Regions from separate parts of the Capra hircus genome. Here region 2 is linked to region 1. A link is a contact called in public Hi-C data. All regions are on one chromosome and are shown on one strand. The core of a region is the stretch at or near the end of the contact, and the rest is flanking DNA. Distances in the headings are between cores, read along the strand shown.

Evidence for each region. Hi-C and Micro-C count contacts between places; a contact is called where the count stands out from the background.
Region 2: a contact with region 1 is called in a Hi-C map of blood, with 11 times the contacts expected there. The contact joins two enhancer-like sites. A contact is called at or near these places in 2 of 5 Hi-C or Micro-C datasets (both in blood).

The regions. Positions count from the first base shown.
Region 1 is chr15:53,607,076-53,613,922 of ARS1.2, reverse strand. No RefSeq gene overlaps it. Among named protein-coding and RNA genes, the nearest start is that of TMPRSS4, 34 kb to the right of the region's middle. Within about 2 kb of position 3,227, at least 1 of the 5 cell types and tissues checked has an H3K27ac peak or open chromatin away from gene starts, as enhancers often do.
Region 2 is chr15:53,839,926-53,846,772 of ARS1.2, reverse strand. FXYD6 (FXYD domain-containing ion transport regulator 6) reads right to left here. Exons shown (of 8, transcript XM_018059729.1): 2 at 1,873-1,935; 3 at 1,206-1,244; 4 at 1,025-1,099; 5 at 424-460. The coding sequence starts at 1,930. Among named protein-coding and RNA genes, the nearest start is that of FXYD2, 18 kb to the left of the region's middle. Within about 2 kb of position 3,047, at least 3 of the 5 cell types and tissues checked have an H3K27ac peak or open chromatin away from gene starts, as enhancers often do.

The DNA of each region.
Region 1 (6,847 bases), core at 1,978-4,477:
AAGCGATGTGACATGACCAGATATTACTTTTAGATTAGATGGTTGTGTGGTGTCTGTTGAGGCACACAGGAAGATAAGCATCACCTTCTGTACCGACGGTAGAGCATATGAAGAACCGGGAGGTGACCTCAAGAAATTCTAAGTGCTGGTTCCCGCCCATGCAGAAGAGCAGTCTAAAGTCAAGTGGTTCTCTGCCTACGCAGCCCTGAGCCTCAACACTCCCCTGTGTATCTTGGACCTCAGCTGGAGATGGAGCCAACTTTCCCCCCTGATTTAGACAAGTCGAGGCAGGTGCAGAGCAGGTGTTCCCAAATGCTTAGGGATCCACCAAGGATCTTTCAGAGTGGAGCTACTCCAGATCTGTCCAGTCCACCTCTGCAGAGACAGAGCCCAGGAATCTGTCATTTTCAGTAAGTTCCCCCAGGGGATTCTCTGAAGCCAGGCTGCCACTATTTGGGTCTGAAAATCAGGGGACTGGATCTGTCAACGTCTATCATAGGAGAGTCAGTATAGGGAGTTTCCCAAAGAAAATAGTTCTGATTACCTCACATTGAAGAGGAAGAAGGTGAGAGTCATATTGAATATATTTAAGGTTAGACACAAAGATATTTGGGTTTGGAAATGTATTGTTTTGAGTAAGAGTTTAAGATAAATAAACACTTCAGATTTCTTGGTAGACGCCAGTCCCAAGAACACTTGGTTTTAGTACTTCCTGAGCAAGACAGTCAATGAGGGACTTCCCTGGTGGTCCAGTGGCAGAGTCCATGCTCCTAATTCAGGTGGCCCAGGTTCTAACCCTGCTTAGTGAACGAGATCCCACGTACAATAACTAAGAGGTCCCATACCACAGCTCAAGATCCTGCATGCCTCAATAAGACCAGGCCACAGCTTAACTAATTAATAATTTTTTCAAAGATACAGTCAATGAGAAAAGTAGAAGTCAGCCTCGTTTCTAATAACTGAGCCTTGGGAGTAAATGGAACCCTGAGGGTCAGGCCCCACTCCTGACATGGTGAACAGAGAAAAATGATCCAACAGGTGTCTGACAACAGAGAGAAGGAGACGTAATGCATCACTTTGGTAACCAAAAATATGTTTATTAACTCCAAAAAGTGTTATTTCACTAAGCTTTCCACGCGACATTGCAAGCACGAGCTGTCGCAGCAACAGGAAATGGCCCTTCCACGCCGAGCACAGGCCCTGGACTTCAGCTGCGGGCAGGGGGGCCCTTCACCAGGCTCAGCAGAGCAGCCATGCCCATGACTCTGGCAGCAACAGGGGGCACTGGCACCATGAGCCAGCAGAGCGGAATAGCTCTGCCAAGAGGTGACCAAGGGTGCTGGAGTCCAAACAGTGAATCTGCAATGCCATCAATCTTGTATTTATTTTTTTATTAGAGTATAATTGCTTTACAATGTTGAGTTAGTTTTTGCTGTACAACAAAGAGAATAAGCTATAAGTATACACATATCCCCTCCCTCTTGAACCACCCTCCCTCCAACCTTCCTCCCATCACCCGCATCCCACCCCTCTAGGCCATCACAGAACACCGAGCTGAGCTCCCTGTACTCTACAGCAGCTTCCCACTAGCTGTCTATTTCACACAGGGTAGTGTATATACGTCAGTGCAACTCCGCCAATTCGTCTCACCCTCCCTTTCCCCCAACTTCCTGTCTACAAGTCCATTCTCTACGTCTGGAAGCTATAACTCTCGCATGTGTTTTTCCTTTTTACTTATTTTTAATTTATATTTTATAATGTGCATATATACTAGAGTGGGCTTCCCTGGTGGCTCAGTTGGTAAACAATCTACCTGCAATGCAGGAGACCCAGATTTGATCCCTGGGTTCAGAAGATCCCCTAGAGAAGAAAACTGCCACCCACTCCAGTATTTTCGCCTGGGAAATCCCATGGGCAGAGGAGCCTGGCAGGCTACAGTCCATGGGGTCACAAGAGTCAGACACAACTTAGTGACTGAATCACCACCAATCACTTTTAGAATTTGTAAAGACATAAATACCCTCGTAAACACTGACAATTGTTTATGGCTAGGAGGCAGGTGTTATGACCAACCTAGACAGCATATTAAAAAACAGAGACATTACTTTGCCAACAAAGGTCTGTCTAGTCAAGGCTATGGTTTTTCCAGTAGTCATGTATGGATGTGAGAGTTGAACTATAAAGAAAGCTGAGCACCAAAGAACTGATGCTTTTGAACTGTGATGTCGGAGAAGACTCTTGAGAGTCCCTTGGACTGCAAGGAGATCCAACCAGTCCATCCTAAAGGAGATCAGTCCTGAGTGTTCATTGGAAGAACTGATGCTGAAGCTGAAACTCTAATACTTTGGCCACCTGATGGGAAGAACTGACTCATTTGAAAAGACCCTGATGCTGGGCAAGATTAAAGGTGGGAGGAGAAGGGGACGACAGAGAATGAGATGGTTGGATGGCATTACTGACTCAATGGACATGAGTTTGAGTAAACTCTGGGAGTTGGTGATGGACAGGGAGGCCTGTCGTGCTGCAGTCCATGGGGTCGCAGAGAGTCGGACATGATTGAGCGACTGAACTGAACTGAACTGAACTGAGGAGGCAGGATCCAAAAGCTTGGCTACTTTTCTCACTAAGTGTTAATTGCTGTCAACACTTCCTCTATGTTAACAGTACCTCCTCCACTAGGTGCTGAGGGAGGAGGTTTGGGGAGTTTTTGGTGGGGGGACCTCTGCCACTGAGTTCAAACCAGCTTATGCTGTAGAGGCATCTCTGGAGCTTGGAGGGTTCCCAGGGGCCCAGGCTCCTTGGGAGGAGCAGGAATGGGAAAGGCTTTGTAAAACTGAGAGTCCTGGAAAGAGCACAGGGTTTGCCTTCAGAGAGACCGTCCAGGGAGCAGCCCCAAGCCCTAGCACCCACCAGCTGTGCCATCTTGGGTGACCACTCTCAACTTCAAGCTTGTCTTTTGTGAAATGAAGAACTCATGAGTGGTATGCACCTCACACCATCTATGCAAGGCTCACATGAGCCTTCGGGGAATCACAGAGCATCTTCCTTCTCCCAAGGAGTATCCCAGAGGTTCCCAAGCTCCAAAGCCTGTCAGGAAGGGGTGCTGCCAGGTCAGCCAGGGGAGCTTATGCCAAGGCCCTTGCCCAAACAAAGCCAGGTCTCTGCTCAGATGAGCCAGAAGTCACACACGGCCCAGGTGACCCAACACCCAGCCGCCCACACTAACCATCAGCCACCCCTGCTGTCTCTGGGCTCCTGCAGCTGCTGGGAAATTTCAAGGTCAAGTTGGTTGTTACATTTTGAGTCTTCGTGTTGCTCTCTGACAGACCTTTGCAGGGAGGAGAGGAAACAGCTAACATGCGCACAGTGGCAGGAACTCATTCTGAGCACCCAGGGGTCCTTCTACCTCAGAGCCCCCTCAAACCCTCTCCCCCTCTGTTTCCTGGTCACAACCACAAGTGGATTCTTGCAGGTTGCAGAAAATAGGATAAACCAGAGCTGCTTTGTGTGGTTACAAGTTCAGAGGCTTTGGGGTTTTTCTGGATCTGGCCTGGAAGCATCTAGAAACATCTGACTACTTGGATGACTCCCACCTCTCTTTTCCTCTGATGGGTACTGAACTGAACCCCAGACAAGAGCCTCCCAATCCTTCCTGCACCATTGGGAGGAAATTGTTTCATTGACTCCTCCAGTTCATTCCCATTTCCTCTAAATCCCTGTAAAAGCACTTCCTTGGGAGCAGGAACATTCCTTTGACCCATTTCATTCTCCCATTTCTGACTCTTGCCATTTTGGAAAGCAGGAGCTTGGGTTCTGCTATGCACTTTGAAGGAGATGCTTAAAGGAGGTAGAAGCCGGCTTATCAATGCCACATAAGGGCCAAGAAAAAAAAATCAGTTGAGGTCAAGGCACTGCCTCCCACTCCAGCTTGGAGTACAAAAGCAGAGAAAGTATTCTTCCCAGTTTTGAACAGACTATGTTCTGCCTTTTCCCGTTCTCTGCTGAGACCCTGAATTGGACTGTGAGCTTCCCATGCCCAGGTTCGCAGCTGTTCATCCTTCTCCATGTCTCCCCGCCCAGCTAAGTACTTGGCACAGGTAGATGCTGAAGGGAGCCATGCGGACAAGGGCGTGGCTGATTTGGCTCTATCCTGCTGGGGCTAGCACCGTGTCTAACACAGCGGATGCTCAGCGCAGCTTGACTAAAGCTACTGGAATAAGCAGGCATCTCTCTCCCCTACCTGCCCCGGCTAGGACTGAAACACGGGCATCGGACCCCTCGGCAAATCAGTGTTGAGTCTCAGAGATCCACAGCCTGGGTGGAGCCTTGAGATCGAGGTTTTACCCAGGTGTGAGCTCTCCCAACAGCCCAGAAAGGGGGTGAAGGTGAGAACCCTCTCTCACCACAGTACAGATAGGGTGAAGGAAAAGAGCCGTCAGCTCCACCCTACCTGTGCCTGCCCTTACCACCCGAGCCGATGCAGGAAGGGGCGGGGGACTACCAAAGCCAGCCGAGTCATTTGTGGTTTCACTACTATGGTGAATCAGTTCTCTGTACAGGGGGCCAAGAGGGCAAGCTTGGGTTTAAATACTGTTGAACCAGTAGTGAAAGAGAAGCACCGAGGGCAAGAGGGGTGTGAGGTCCCAACCTGCGGGGGGTTCAGCCAGGTGTCCTTAGGCCCAGTTGTGAGCCTTGGTGGAGGGAGCCGTTTACGTGCCTCACCAGGATGGGGTGAGAACGACACAAGATGAAAGCGCCTGGCCAGTGCAAAAAGCCTCCATACCTGAGCGTTGCTGTTATTAAGTCGCTCAGTCATGTCCGACTCTTTAGTGACCCCATGCACTGTAGCCCACCAGGCTCTTCTGTCCATGGGATTCTCCAGGCAAGAATACTGGAGCAGGTTGCCATTTCCTTCCCCAGGGGATCTTCCCAACCCAGGGCTCGAACCCAGGGCTCCTGCATTGGCAGGCAGATTCATTACCGGTGAGCCACCAGGGAAGCCCCACCTGTGCATTACTTAAAGCATTAACAGGAGTTACAGTTAGATTTAAGGCCACCCCTTGGAACAATTTCAGGGCACTATTTGCATAGACTCAGTATGAAAAGTCACCCCCACTGACCTCCTTTTACCCTGACAAAGCAGCTCGGCCTCCAGAGGAGACCACAGACTCGGGTTTCCTGAATCCAGTCTTGACTAGCTGCTCAGGGGTCCAGAGCTCCCCAAAGGAAGAGAGAAAGGAAAGAGAGCAAAAGCAATTTGCTGCCAGGTTTTTACACAAAGCTAATAAGCTTAAACGTCAGGTCCCTCACCTGCAAGGACCTCTCCAAGCCACTCTATCTAATTTTGGTTTTATTTCTGTATTCTTGCTTTAAGAAAGGCTGCAAAACCATTGAAACTTCAGGCCCCCAGAAAACATGGGTCTGCTCTGGCTCCCAAATAAGACTCTTCTCTCATCAGAGAGAGACAAGCGCCCATCATTCCCCAGCCTGGTAGCCTCCACCAGCCAGCCTCCTCCCTTGGATGTCCACCTGTCTAGCCAGCTCGGACAAGCCTCCACGATTTGGCCTTCTCCAGCCAGGAATACATTTTCCCTAACATTTCAGCCTGTTGCACTGTTGCTCAGTCCCACAGCAAACACCACCAACAGTAGGAAGCTTTCTCCCAAGTCTCAGGCAAATTCACCCCGCCCTCCTAGGTGTCCCCACTGTCTTCAGTGGGTCCCTCTGTCACAGCACAAATCCATCCCAGGGAGACTTCAGTTTTGAGGGTCCACCTCTCTGCCAGGGTCCAAGCAAGTTTATTTGATTCGGGTCTCCAGAGCCCACCAGCTCAGAACTGGCCCCTCCCAGGTGCTGGGCAAATGTTTCTTGAATAAATGAATCGAGTAATGCTAGTGCTGGGGATAATAACAGAGTGATTTTAAAAGGTCAAGTTCAGTGCTGGGACCCAGCTGCAGTCTTTGCTCTCACACTCTGGCCATCCCCTCCTGATGATACCTTATCACTCTCCTCCAGGCAAGCTGAACCAGGAGAAATCATTCCTGGAGCCTGTTTGCCCCCTGGTGGCTGAATAGAGGCAGCAAGTGAAAGTAGTGAAAGTAAAATCCCTTGTCCGACTCTTTGCAAACCCGGGGACTATACAGTCCATGAAATTCTCCCAGCCAGAATACTGGAGTGGATAGCCATTCCCTTCTCCAGGGGATGTTCCCAACCCAGGGATTAAACCCAGGTCTCCCGCATTGCAGGCGGATGCTTTACTGTCTGAGACACCTGAGCCACGAGGGAAGCCCAAGTGGGTCCCGTCCTTGGACGACCTGCACAGACGCTTGACACACCCCACCTCCACCCTCAAGAGCAATATGCTCACTATGGTCTTACTCACGTGGAGGCTCACGTCCTACAATTTCTGTAATTCCTTGGTCTATAAGGGGCTTATAAGGACTCCTCTCACCTGCAGTCCCCAAAACCCCACCCTGGACCCAGTTCCCTTGAGTCATGGTGGTCTCCATACCTGTCCAGGAGATCTCAGAAAAGGGAAGGCCATCCTGCTTCCTGTGCCTCCAATCTTACATTCTTGCCTGTCCCTTCCAAGGCCCTCCAAGACACCTGGCATGTGTGCCAGAGCCAGGCTGAGCTGTGGGACCCCATCCCACAAAGTCAGCATAGCAAAGTCATGCCCTATTTCCTGGCTTCCAAAGAAACTCACCAGCTACTTTATTGCAACAGGCTTCCTCACTCTGGACCGCACAGTCTCGCCGCCACTCCAGTGCTGGCGCCTGGAACCAGGGGCGGCGGGCTACTGCGCCTCGTGCAGCCTGTCCAGTATTGCGTTCATGGTGGAATGTGA
Region 2 (6,847 bases), core at 1,798-4,297, 230 kb before region 1:
TCGCTTCAGTCATGTCCGACTCTGTGCAGCCCCATAGATGGCAGCCCACCAGGCTCTGCCGTCCCTGGGATTCTCCAGGCAAGAACACTGGAGTGGGTTGCCACTGCCTTCTCCAACGCATGAAAGTGAAAAGTGAAAGTGAAGTCACTCAGTCGTGCCCGACTCTTAGCGACCCCATGGACTGCAGCCCACCAGGCTCCTCCGTCCATGGGATTTTCCAGGCAAGAGTACTGGAGTGAGGTGCCATTGCCTTCTCCCCAAGGCTGCCTGGCAACCCTCAAAACTTCTACCCCTACCCCAACGCACATGGCCTGTCTCTGAGACAAGAATCCAGAAATACATTCATCTGGGGTCACACACCACAGGCCCCTCCCTGTGCCCTCCCAGCGTCACCCCAGGTGCCCAGAGCAATGGTATCCTTACCGCGGCTTCTGATTGAAACTGCACTTGCATCGGCGACCTGAAAGGCAAAGAAACCATCCAGGGTCAGTGTCCGGCTTGGCCCGAGCAGGGCTGCGCTGTGAGTCTGTGGGACTGTGTGACCAGCAGCCTGGGACTCTTGTGCAGTGCACGACTTGCACAGCTGTATGTGGCGATCCTTGGCTGGAGGAGGGCTCTTCTGATGTCAAGGTTCAACACGACTGTCTTCTTGACCACGTAAGCGCTGAGAGCTGCAAGCAGCCCAGGCTCATGAGGGGAAACAAATGCAGGGGGACACGCCTCGGAGCCCTCTGAGGACAGCCCCCCTCTCCTCTCCCCTGTGACTCCCCGACTCACGCCCTGATGGATACAGCCACCCCGCCCCTTTGTATCTGTGCTTGTTTTCATCGAGTACTTATTTTGTTCATGCTTCGCTGTTTCACTGAGCACCTATTATGTGCCCAGCAATGTATTAGGTTCTGGAGATAACTAGGAAGATAGACGGGCTCCTTCCCTCTCCAGGAGAGAGAACTACCGTATGCCACCTGCTTCACAGCCACAGACATTGTCCTTAGAGAGTGAACAGAGGAACAAACATACTCACTGAGGATAAGCAGGATCCCCACCGAGAAGAGGACCACGGCAAACACCAGTCCCCCAATTCTCAGCGTCTGGTAGTCTGCGAAAGGAACAAGGGTGAGAGACAGAAGAGGCGAAGGGCCAGGGAGAGCACATCCGTCCCGCCCCTGCATGGGGCTGCACCTCCCCCCACCATCACCACTCACCATAATGAAAAGGGTCCTTTTCTTTCTCCTGCTCAGCGGCTGGAAAAACAAACAGGCGTGGTCAAGAGGAAGACAGCTCACATCCTGATTCCCAAGTCTCCCACCTTGTCTCACAGGCCTCATTCCCCACACAGCGATCCCTGGAAAGCAGGGCTCAGGAAGCAGAGATGCTCACAGAAGCATGGAAGGCTGGGCCGGCCTTGCCAGGGTCACTGCGGGGGCCAAAGGCAGGTGCAGCTCAGAGCCCAAGTCTGAGTCAGTGTTCACAGGAGCCACACGTATTGCCCCTTCTGAATCTTAAATCATCCCCAAAAGGCAGGGGGATTTTCTTCTTGTTACAGGTGGGGAGGCTGAAACCAAGGGAGGAAATGTGACTCGCACAGTCTAGACTGACGTGCAAGTCTGGCTCCCAGTATTCAGGCTGAGTCTACAGGGACCTGCTGGGCTTGATGGCAGGAGCCAGTGGGGAGAGAGGTGGGCAGGCTGGATTGGGGGCTGAGTTAGCTGCTGCCTTCCAGGATTTTCTTTGCAGGCTAAAGGCAGGGAAGCTGATCAGACATGTCGAATCTCAGACCCCCTCACCCCGAGTGTCCCACAGGGCCAGGACCTTCCATGAGAAAGGGCTGTGGCTGCCACCCTGTCGAGCCAGGTCCTGAGGGGTACTCACCACTGGCCAGGACCGCTGGGGCCAGCAGGCCACACAGGAAGAGCAGCACCACTTCCATGGCGTCTGGGGACAGAGGGAGGGAAATGATTCTCTGGGTAGGAGGTGCCCCACTCTAACCCTCAGCCCGGCCAGGGGCCCAGTCGGACTCCCACCCTGACTCCAAGCTCTCCCCTCGGATGGTTTGAAAGCCGGAGCAGCTGCCATTGACAGACTCCTTACAGAGGGCTCTGCAAGCATGAATTCAATTACAATGGAATCACTTCAACCAGCAGGCGCTGTGACTAATAACCCGTTTTGCAGGTGAAGAGCCTGAGCTTAAAGGAGGTGAATAACACTCATGGTAGCAAGCAGCAGAGCCTGGATCCTAACCCAGCTCAGGAATGCCTCCACCAGGCCGCCTCTCCGGTGCCAAGGTCACAAAACCCCAAGGGTTTGGGGAGAACATCTCACCTGAGTCCTCCTCCCTAGACCACCCAGAGACATGGCCATCTCTAGCTCATTAAGATGCCTGGGACTTCTGCCCTCGTCCTCTACAACCGAGACCCACTGGCGGAAGTTCTTTCTATCAGATTAAATGGGGGCAGGGAGACCAGTGCCCCTCGTGTCCAGCCAGGGGTGAGGGTGGGAGGCCTGCTGTTTCCTGGACTCTGTATAGTAATCCCTGAAGGGCTGACAGCTCTCCCTCAAGGCGCCCCTGCACCCTCTCACCTCCAAAGTGCCCAAGTCAACTCCTCTCATAGACTCTAGTTCATAAACCTCTCAACCCCTTTGATTAAACAAAGGGAACATGGAGACAGGTTCTCGGAGCATCAGCGCCTGGCCCCCCCTTCCCCAGCAGGTGCCTGAGACTTCTGCTCAAGCCCCTGGTCTCGGGCCAGTGGTCCCTGGATGGGCCATCTGGATGGAGGCCAAGGGCAGGGCAGCTGGTCCCCCCCAGGGATGGATTTCGGTGCAGTTACACATGCCTCACCCCTGGGCTTAAAGGAGGGCACTAGAGAGCCAGAGAGGTAAAAGCAAAGAAACCCAGGCCAGAAAAGCCCAAAGCTGCTTGCTCTTTCTTAGTGGGGTGAGGCAGGCTGCGGTCTGACCTCCTACACACTCTCTAGCAGCCAGGACCACACGTGCTCGGAGGGTTCATGCCTCTCCTGGCCCGGCAGCCCGCAGGCCCCAGCTGCCCTTCACCTCCCGGCCAGCAGAGGTCAGAATAGCTCCATCTGCAATCAAACCACAGCAGCGACCCTGGACTCCACTCGGAATTCAAGAAGCATTTCTCATAAGGCAGTCGTTTGCTTTTAATGTCACTTCATGTAATATTTGTATCTTTTAAATTTCACATTCTATTTCACATGTATAAAAACCCATGTAACACACATAATGAAACAGTAAAAGGAAACACCCATAAAGCCGCTTCAGAACTGGCACTTTGTACACGCTGCTACGTTTATATCTATTTCCTCCAACCCATCCCCTTGCCTTACTCCCAGAGGTAAACAGTACCCTGAACATACATGTTTAATCAGTTCCTTTTCTTAAAAAAAAAGTTTAAAAATTAAGATACAATTCACATACCAAAAATCCATTTTAAAGTGTACAATCCAATGGTGTTTAGTATAGTCACAAAATTGTGCAACTATCATCCCTAAGAAACATTCATCATCCCCAAAGGAAGCTGGTGCCCACTGGCAGTCATTTCTCATCTTCCCTTTCTCACAGTCCCTGACAGTTACTAACCTAGCTACTTTCTGTCGCTATGGATTTGCCTAGTCTGGGTCTTTTATATAAACCTATTATAAAATACACAGCCTTTTGCATCTGGTTTCTTCACTTAGCATAAAGCTTTCAAGGTTCATCCATACTGTAGCATGTATCAGTACTTTTTACGGCTGAATTATATTTCATTGTATGGAGATATATATATATATATATATAGTTCTTTTTAAAGAATATTTATCACTTCAGTCAGTCAGTTCAGTCGCTCAGTCGTGTCCGACTCTTTGCGACCCCATGAATCGCAGCACGCCAGGCCTCCCTGTCCACCACCATCTCCCAGAGTCCACTCAGACTGGCGTCCATTGAGTCAGTGATGCCATCCAGCCATCTCATCCTCGGTCGTCCCCTTCTTCTCCTGCCCTCAATCCCTCCCAGCATCAAAGTCTTTTCCAATGAGTCAACCCTTCGCATGAGGTGGCCAAAGTACTGGAGTTTCAGCTTCAGAACATCATTCCCTCCAAAGAAATCCCAGGGCTGATGTCCTTCAGAATGGACTGGTTGGATCTCCTTGCAGTCCAAGGGACTCTCAAGAGTCTTCTCCAACACCACAGTTCAAAAGCATCAATTCTTCAGCACTCAGCCTTCTTCACAGTCCAACCCTCACATCTATACATGACTACTGGAAAAACCATAGCCTTGACTAGACGGACCTTAGTCGGCAGAGTAATGTCTCTGCTCTTGAATATGCTATCTAGGTTGGTCATAACTTTTCTTCCAAGGAGTAAGCGTCTTTTAATTTCATGGTTGCAATCACCATCTGCAGTGATTTTGGAGCCCCCAAAAATAAAGTCTGACACTGTTTCCACTGTTTCCTCATCTATTTCCCATGGAGTAATAGGACCAGATGCCACGATCTTCGTTTTCTGAATGTTGAGCTTTAAGCCAACTTTTTCACTCTCCTCTTTTACTTTCATCAAGAGGCTTTTTAGTTCCTCTTCACTTTCTGCCATAGGGTGGTGTCATCTGCATATCTGAGGTTATTGATATTTCTCCCGGCAATCTTGATTCCAGCTTCTGTTTCTTCCAGACCAGCGTATCTCATGATGTACTCTGCATATAAGTTAAATAAGCAGGGTGACAATATACAGCCTTGACATACTCCTTTTCCTATTTGGAACCAGTCTGTTAAAGAATACATCAGTGGAGCTTCTTTGAGCTTTATAATCGTATCACTTTGTTTCATCTTCTGAGACTGGCTTTTTTGTTGTTGTTCAACACTTCTAAGACTCATTCATAAACACAGTTAACTCATTTTTCAGTGTTATGTAATACTCCACTGTGCAGGTAAATATTATCATGTATTGGTCCATTCTATCAACAGATTTTCCCCCAATTATGTGCTATTATAGTGTAGTTTTTAAACATATTTTGAGTTTGTTGCCTAGCACACAAGGGCACTGTTTTTCAAATCTTTTCACTACCACTTTCACAGGAAATATTTTTTACATTGGAACCCAGTACAAACATACATACATGTAAACCAGAAATAACAATATTGCTAAACAGTACTTAGCCTTAAAAAGGATGATGCCCTCTGATAGTTTCTATTCTGTTTCTTTAAAGAAAAAATGGTTAGGCCAATTAATGGCTAGCCCTATAAATTAATTAGTGGGTTACTCTGCAGTTTGAAAAATTATATTCAAGAGATAAGTTTAGGAGTTAAGTCATTGGGTTGTACAAATTATCAACTTTATAGAAAATTTTCAAACTATTTTCCAAGTGACCATCCCCTCTTTAAAGGCCCACCATTGCATATGACTGTCCCTATTACTCCACATCCTTATCAATACTTGCTGTTACTAGACTGCTTAATTTCTGCCAATCTAGAGGTGTAAACTATGGTCTCAACTGGATTCCTTAGAAATGGAGTTTAGCTTTTGATTGTTTACTTGCCATTCCTGCTTCTTCATCAGTGATGGGCCTTTCCTGTCTTCCGCTCAGTTTTCCAATGGGTTGACATCACTATTAATCACTTATTATTCTGGATACTAAAGTTTTGTCACTAAGTATACTTGCCTTTTTACATTTTTACTGTCTCTCAATGAATACAATTTATTAATACGAATGACTGCACGCAATGATCTTTCTGTCTTGTTTAAAGATATTCCTTGTCGCACTGAGTCAGAAAGGATTTGCAGGACTTCCCTGGTGGTCCCGCAGTTAAGACTCTGTACTCTCAATGCAGGGAGCCAGGTTCCATCCTGGTCAAAGAACTAGATCCCGCAGGCCAAAACTAAAGATTTCACACTGCAACTAAAAGGTCCCACATGCTGAAACTGAAGAGCCTTCATGCCGTAACTAAGCCTCAGTACAGCCAAATAAATACTTAAAAATTTTTTTTCCTTCTAAATATGTTAAAGTTCTGTCTTTTACATTCAAGTCTGTATTCCATCCAGAATGGATGTCTATGGAAGGCATGAGGTTGGAATCCAATTCTTGCTCTTTACACCTGACCATCAGATGTCCTGGACAGCACCGCTTGTCGGTATCTTCCCGCACGGTGCGCACGGCCACTCATGTCACGTATCTGGTTTCTGTTCAGGTGTGGGTCTGTTTCTGGCCTTTCTCTTTGGATCTCTTGGTCCGTTTGTCTGTTCCTGCATCAAGATCACTGTTTCAGTTCCTATAGCTTTATGGCAATCTTCCCCAGTGGCGGAAGCAGCTCCCTCTTCTTTTTCTCCCCTCTTCTCTGCCTCTCTTACCTCTTCCTTCAAAAATGTCTTAGCTATTCTTGGTCTTCTGCTCTTATATATAAAGTTTCAAATCAGTCTGTCAAATTCATCTAAAATGACTGGGATTTCTATTGGAATCACAATTCACCTACTCCCTTGTGGCTCAATTGGAAAAAAATCCACCTGCAATGTGGGAGACCTGGGTTCAATCCCTGGGTTAGGAACATCCCCTGGAGAAGGGAAAGGCTTCCCGCTCCAGTATTTTGGCCTGGAGAATTCCATGGACTGCATAGTCCATGGGGTCACAAAGAGTTGGACACAGCAGAGTGACTTTCACTTCACTTCACAGAACATAGGGACAATTAACATTTTTGTGATATTGAGTCTATCTATAAATAAATCTTTTCATTTGTTTAGATTCTTTTCAATGTTTTTTTTTTTTTTTTTTGCCTCTGCCATGGGGCATGTGGGATTTCAGTTCCCTGACCAGGAATCGAACCTGTGCCCCTGTAGTGGAAGCGCAGAGTCTTAAC